Regions from separate parts of the Sus scrofa genome. Here region 2 is linked to region 1. The links are chromatin contacts, called in public Hi-C maps. All regions are on one chromosome and are shown on one strand. The core of a region is the stretch at or near the end of the contact, and the rest is flanking DNA. Distances in the headings are between cores, read along the strand shown.

The links. Hi-C and Micro-C count contacts between places; a contact is called where the count stands out from the background.
Region 2: a Hi-C map of liver shows a contact between it and region 1, with 2.6 times the contacts expected there. The contact joins the enhancer-like site here to the promoter of RABEP1 in region 1. A contact is called at or near these places in 1 of 5 promoter capture datasets (liver), 12 of 47 Hi-C or Micro-C datasets (alveolar macrophages, brain, embryonic fibroblasts and 7 more) and 2 of 2 datasets of contacts at active chromatin or transcription factors (alveolar macrophages and skeletal muscle).

The regions. Positions count from the first base shown.
Region 1 is chr12:51,856,879-51,859,578 of Sscrofa11.1, forward strand. RABEP1 (rab GTPase-binding effector protein 1) reads right to left here and starts at 1,370. Exons shown (of 20, transcript XM_021067732.1): 1 at 1,223-1,370. The coding sequence starts at 1,355.
Region 2 is chr12:51,894,616-51,897,419 of Sscrofa11.1, forward strand. No RefSeq gene overlaps it. Among named protein-coding and RNA genes, the nearest start is that of INCA1, 28 kb to the right of the region's middle. Within about 2 kb of position 1,341, at least 48 of the 83 cell types and tissues checked have an H3K27ac peak or open chromatin away from gene starts, as enhancers often do. A contact at or near this core is called in alveolar macrophages, brain, embryonic fibroblasts and 3 more, where this site is marked.

The DNA of each region.
Region 1 (2,700 bases), core at 120-2,619:
CCAAGTCGAGTCTGTGACCTACACCACACCCCACTAAGCAAAGTCAGGGATCAAACTTCCGTCCTCATGGGTTTGCTACCACTGAGCCACAACAGGAATTCCCTTATTCTTTTTTTCTGACTGCACCTGCAGCATGCAGAAGTTCCCAGGGTCAGGGATGGAAACTGCACCACATCAGGGACCCAAGCCCCAGCAGTGCCAACACGGGATCCTTAACCTGCTGAGCCACCAGGGAACTCCCAAACACATCTTACTCTTTAAAGCTTCTTTGCCTTTGAGAACAGGTTCCTGCAATACTATTGCCCACCTTGTGCACTTAACAAACATCTACAAGACTCAGCTCAAACATGAAGTGTCTTCCATTCTCCTTCCCTGTCCCCAAGAGTCCAATTTGCAGTAGTTACTTCAATGTACTGTTAGCCTATTTTCATCTCTGCTTCTCCTTCTTTAGACCTTGAGTAAAGATGGTGGTCTATTCACCTTGATAGAATCCCAGTGCCTAGCACATTTTGGATACCTGGTAAATAACTGTTAAATAAGTTGGTGTAAATGTCTTATCTACATAAATCTGTGACATCCTTGAGGACTAACTGGATATTTCATTCATTTTTGTATCTAAAGAGCCTAGAACAGGATCTGACACAGCTGATGTCAATAACTATCTGTAGAAATAAGTTCCTGCTCCCAATCTGGATGACATTTAATTAAAGCACCAGTACCCTCCTTTCGTCTGTCCTCCTCTCCTGGTTCCCACAATCAAGAAGGCTCTATTAACTCTACGCTCAAACCTGTCTCCTTTCTACAGCTAAACCCTCATAGGCCAATATCCCGCATGCCTGCCTTGGCCACAGTCTACCAAGAGGCCTGAAGTTTTTGACACCGCCCGCCATTTCGTCGCTGAAGTTTACTTGGGAATGGACTGTGAAGAAACCACAGCTCCCACGGCCCCCCACGTCGGGACCGAGGAAGGGGGTGTCCCTGCTGCTCCCGCGTCCGCGGCTGACAGGCAGGGAACCAGGGCGGGGACGGGCCCGGGCCCTGCCCAGGGCGTCTGCAGGTGGGGAAATGGAGGGGAGGGGGAGGGGGGACCATAAAGTCCAAGGTCAGAGAGCGAACCGGGTCTGACACCGGCCTAAACGTAGGGTTTTCACGCGGCGCGCGGGCCAGGGGGGTCGGGAGCCCAGTGCCCTCCGGCCCCTGTAGGGACGGAATGAGGTCTCACCGCAGACAGCTACGGCCCCACGCTCGCTCCGCTCGGGCTCCCCGCGCCGCTCTGCCCGCCGGCGCAGAACCACAGCTGTTGTCTTGGTTTCACGGGCGACGGGCATCGGCCACTTCCGGTCCCCGGGCGACATTCCAGCCAATCAGCGCGCGCCGCACTCCAGGGAGGAACAGGTGGTCGGCACGCCCGCTCCTCCTCGCCCTTTTCCAGGCTTCTTTTGCGCCGGTTCTCGCCCTCACTCAAGCCCCGTTTCGCCGCTGCCTGCCACACCAGCTCCCTGGAGTGGCCGTGTGTGCTGGGCGATGACCAGTTAGCCCCAGGATCACTGACGAGCTAGGTCCTCCGAGTTTCCTAGAACGGCTCCAGGGATGCACTTCCGTCCTAAGACTGGCCCCTCTGCGCGCTGCTATCGCTCCCCGAAGCATTGATCTGAGCTTGAGAAACTGGAGGTGGGCTTCGCTTTCTCGCCCGCCGGGCAGAGATCGCGCGACACCCCCTAAACCACCACCTGTAGCCCTTATTTCGTCACTCCCTTCCCTGCGCACCAAGAGCCTGATAAACAGATCCCTACGTCCTAGGACAGGCCCGTCATCTACTGGGGGCGAAGGGAGACCCGCTCTTGAGGTCGGGCAGGACTTTCTGGAGGGAGTGAAGTTTGGGCTGATATCTGAAGGTTGAGCAGAAATTAAGAGTTTAGGCACTGGGAACGGCCTTCCATTCTAGTCTCCGTATTTCTTGAATTTTGAACCTTCGTACTTGTTACTTCCTCTGCCACTCCTGTGCACCGCAAACTTTGTTATTCAGGTCTCGGTTCAAAGGTGACTACGTGGAAGAGGCATTCTATCCTATCTAAAGCCGCCGCAAATTCGGCCGCCCACCCCAAATATCAGGGAAGGCCTGCGATTGGCCTTGTTTAGGTCTGGTGCTCACCCCTGGACCAATCATGGTATTCAGGGTAAAAGGATAGTAGCATTAACCAAATCTGGGTTACCCATCTTCGCCCTTTGTGGGAGGAGGCTTCTGTGTTTGCCTCCCCATAATCCCTGTGGAATAGAGAAGAGAGTGACTGATCACAGAAAGTAATATTACATATATATCCAGTACACAACCTATCAGAAAAGGAAAAAAAGCTTTCACTTGCGTTCACTGGGATGAGGCCCTAGACTATAAGGTCCATCATTGTGGCCATTCTCACACCAATATCCTTAACCCTTTTGCTCTACTGTCTGCAAGTGCGCGGGAAATTTATTAATCCGGATCAGTTAAAATGTTCGGTTTCTTTGCCCAGGCTGCTGACAGCTAGTGGGGAAAATCATGCATTTTGGAAAAGAGCCCCAAAAGAAATTTATGGCCTCCACTTCCCCAGAGGTCTTTCACTTCTGCCCAGAAATCATCTTCTGTTGCCTTAGTCAGCGTTTCTATCATTGCCATGATTGCTTTTTTTTTTTTTTTTTTTAATGGCCACACCTGCAGCATAT
Region 2 (2,804 bases), core at 91-2,590, 38 kb after region 1:
TCCTCGTGAGTATTAAAATTCTGATCATGGTTACAATTTTGCATACAATTAATGTGCACTATTTTGTGACTTAAAAGTCAAAGAAGGAGTTCCCTAGTGGCACAGCTGGTTAAGGATCCAGTGTTGCCACTGCTGTGGCTCAGGTTCAATCCCTGGCCAGGGAATTTTGGCATGCTGCAGGTGCAGCCAAAAACAAAAAGCCAAAACAAAATAAAACAAAACAAAAAAACAACCAAACAAAAAAGTCAAATAAAAACCTTACAAGAAAAAAATAAAATCAGAGGATTGAGCTAAATAATTTTCCTCACATACATTCTCTAATACATAGTTCAGTTCAATACAGATTGTAATGTTTTTTTACCAAATCCACAGCTTCTCTCTTCTGTGGGTTTTCCTTTCTAAAATCTTTCTTTAAGTTCCCTTAGTGGCACAGTGGAAATGAATCCAACTAGTATCCGTGAGGATGCGTGTTTGATCCCTGGCCTCATTCAGTGGGTTAAGGATCTGGCGTGGCTATGAACTGTGGTGTAGGTTACAGACACAGTTGGGATCCCGAGCTGCTGTGGTTCTGGTGTAGGCCTGAAGCTGTAGCTCCAATTCATATCCTCGCCTGGGAACTTCCATATGCCATGGGTGCCAGCCTAAAGAGCAAAAAATAAATAAATAAATAAATAAATAAAATTCAACAATAAAATAAAATCTTTCTTAATAAGGTGCCTCTCTGGCTTTTGCTATGGGATTTTCCCTTAAGACACTAACATGCACGCACTTGTGTATTTTTTGTTCCCTCTGCAGCCCCACACAACCTAACAGGCTAAGCACATAGATAGGTTCAATACATACTTGAATAAATATTTTAGGATACATTTTCGGGAGACAGCAAGGGATGCTTTGGGGTGAGGAGAGGTGGATTCTTTCCATTTTTTTCCTTCTACTTTTCTGTATTTGCAAATTTTGAAACAAAGCAAACCCCGATCCAAAACCTCCTCCAGTAGGGGGTCATCGGGCCCCCAAGGTGAGTCCACTTCCCTCGCACCATCGCTAACGCAGTAGGTGCTCAGTCAATGTCCCTTCTCTTCCCTTTCTTTGGAATTCCTGATCATCCACGACAGGGAAGGAAGAAATGCTAACTCTGAAGAGTGAGAGGGTGCCCCTTCTCAAAAACGAAGATGAAAGCTGGTCTCAGAGGAAGAAATGCCTGCAGGACCCCCAGCCCTACAGGCCACGCCGGGGCCGCCCTCCGGGGGCTCGGAGCCCCCAGCTCCCGCCCGCAGGAAGGGACGCCCCAGCCCAGCGCCGCGTCACGGCCAGCCTTCTGCGCGTGCGCACCCCGCCCCTGAGCGGCTGGGAAGCGCGAGGCCACGTTCTCCCAAGGCTCTGTGAACCCGCAAGGGAAAGCGGCCCGGGAGGGGACGTGCGCCCTTCCTCCCCCTGGCGGACAGCAGTGAAACAACAAGGCGGTTTGCGGGAGTGGTTTTGGTGGAGAGCAGCCAGCGCATCTTGGAGGGTTGAGAAGACCTTTGACATTTTTGGTACCCGACCTCATTTTGCAGCAACTCCCTTCCTTCCCCGGGCTTCACTTCCAGTTCAGAACAAGGGAAAAGGGAAGGCACCAGCCTGAGCTCCTAATATGTCTAGGCCCTTTGCATGTATTAGCTCATTAAATCTTCTCATTGGATTATTTAGTCCTATTACAGAGAAGGAAAAGGGTCCAGGAGGGGGGTCTCTTACCCAGAGTGACACAGCTAATTAGTGATGAGTCTGGAACCCATGTGTGCATGCTCCAGAGGCTGACTGCAGCCCTAACCTGGTGGGGATGGGGCCTCAGGCTTGGAGAAATAAGAGCTGCTTCTCCTCTTGAGCTGAGGAGGCTCTGCAAGAACACCCAGGACCACTGCCAGGATCATTTTAAAAGAAGCTTGCCTCATGGCAAGACCTTCCCGGGTATCTGAACCCACAGTCCTTCTCCAGGTTCAGGGGTGAGGGGGGCACAAAGGACCTGGAGGAGTGGAGGTGGACATGCGCACTGATGAGGCCATCAGGGACACGGCAGGTTCATGTCGGCTCCCGCAACTGTGGGATTGTTTAGGGATGAGAGAAGCTGTTTCTGCAACACCCATCTGGTGACCAGACCTTTAGGGAGACATACTATCCAGATGATGCCACAGTCTTCTCTTGCCTTTCAAGAAGACAGAAGTGGGTGGGAGGAGTGAGAATGTGTATAAGAGGCAGAGGCTGCTGGCCTGAATTTCCAAGGAAACCAAGGGTGAAACTATAGAAACGTCCAAAACGAGTGAGCTAGAAAGCTGGCCCGTTGTCTGGGTGACTTTTGCCCATGATCCTGGAGGAGGCTCACAAATAGTGAGCCTCTCATTTTCCCAGGACAGCTTTGGAAGACCAGAAATGAGAGGCAGACTCATGTGAGAAGGCACTGTGATTTCCAGAAGCCAAGATGACGCCTGATGTCCTAGAGGCATGAACAGTCTAGGCTTCAGTCAAACTGACCTGGGTTGGAATTCTAACTATGCCTCTGAGGAACTGTGACGTTGGGCAGCTCATTAATCTATTCAAACCTCAGTCTTCCCATCTGAAAAATGGAGACAAAAAGTGACTTTACAGAGCTGTGGGGTTTTTTTGGGGGGGGGCAGTGCCCACAGCATACAAAGTTCCCAGACCAGGATTTGAACCTGAACCACAGCAGTAACCTGAGCCACAGCAGTGACAATGCTAAATCCTTAACTGCTAGGCCACCATGGAACTCTGACAGGGCTATTTTAAGGATGATATGCATAAGGAATGCCAGC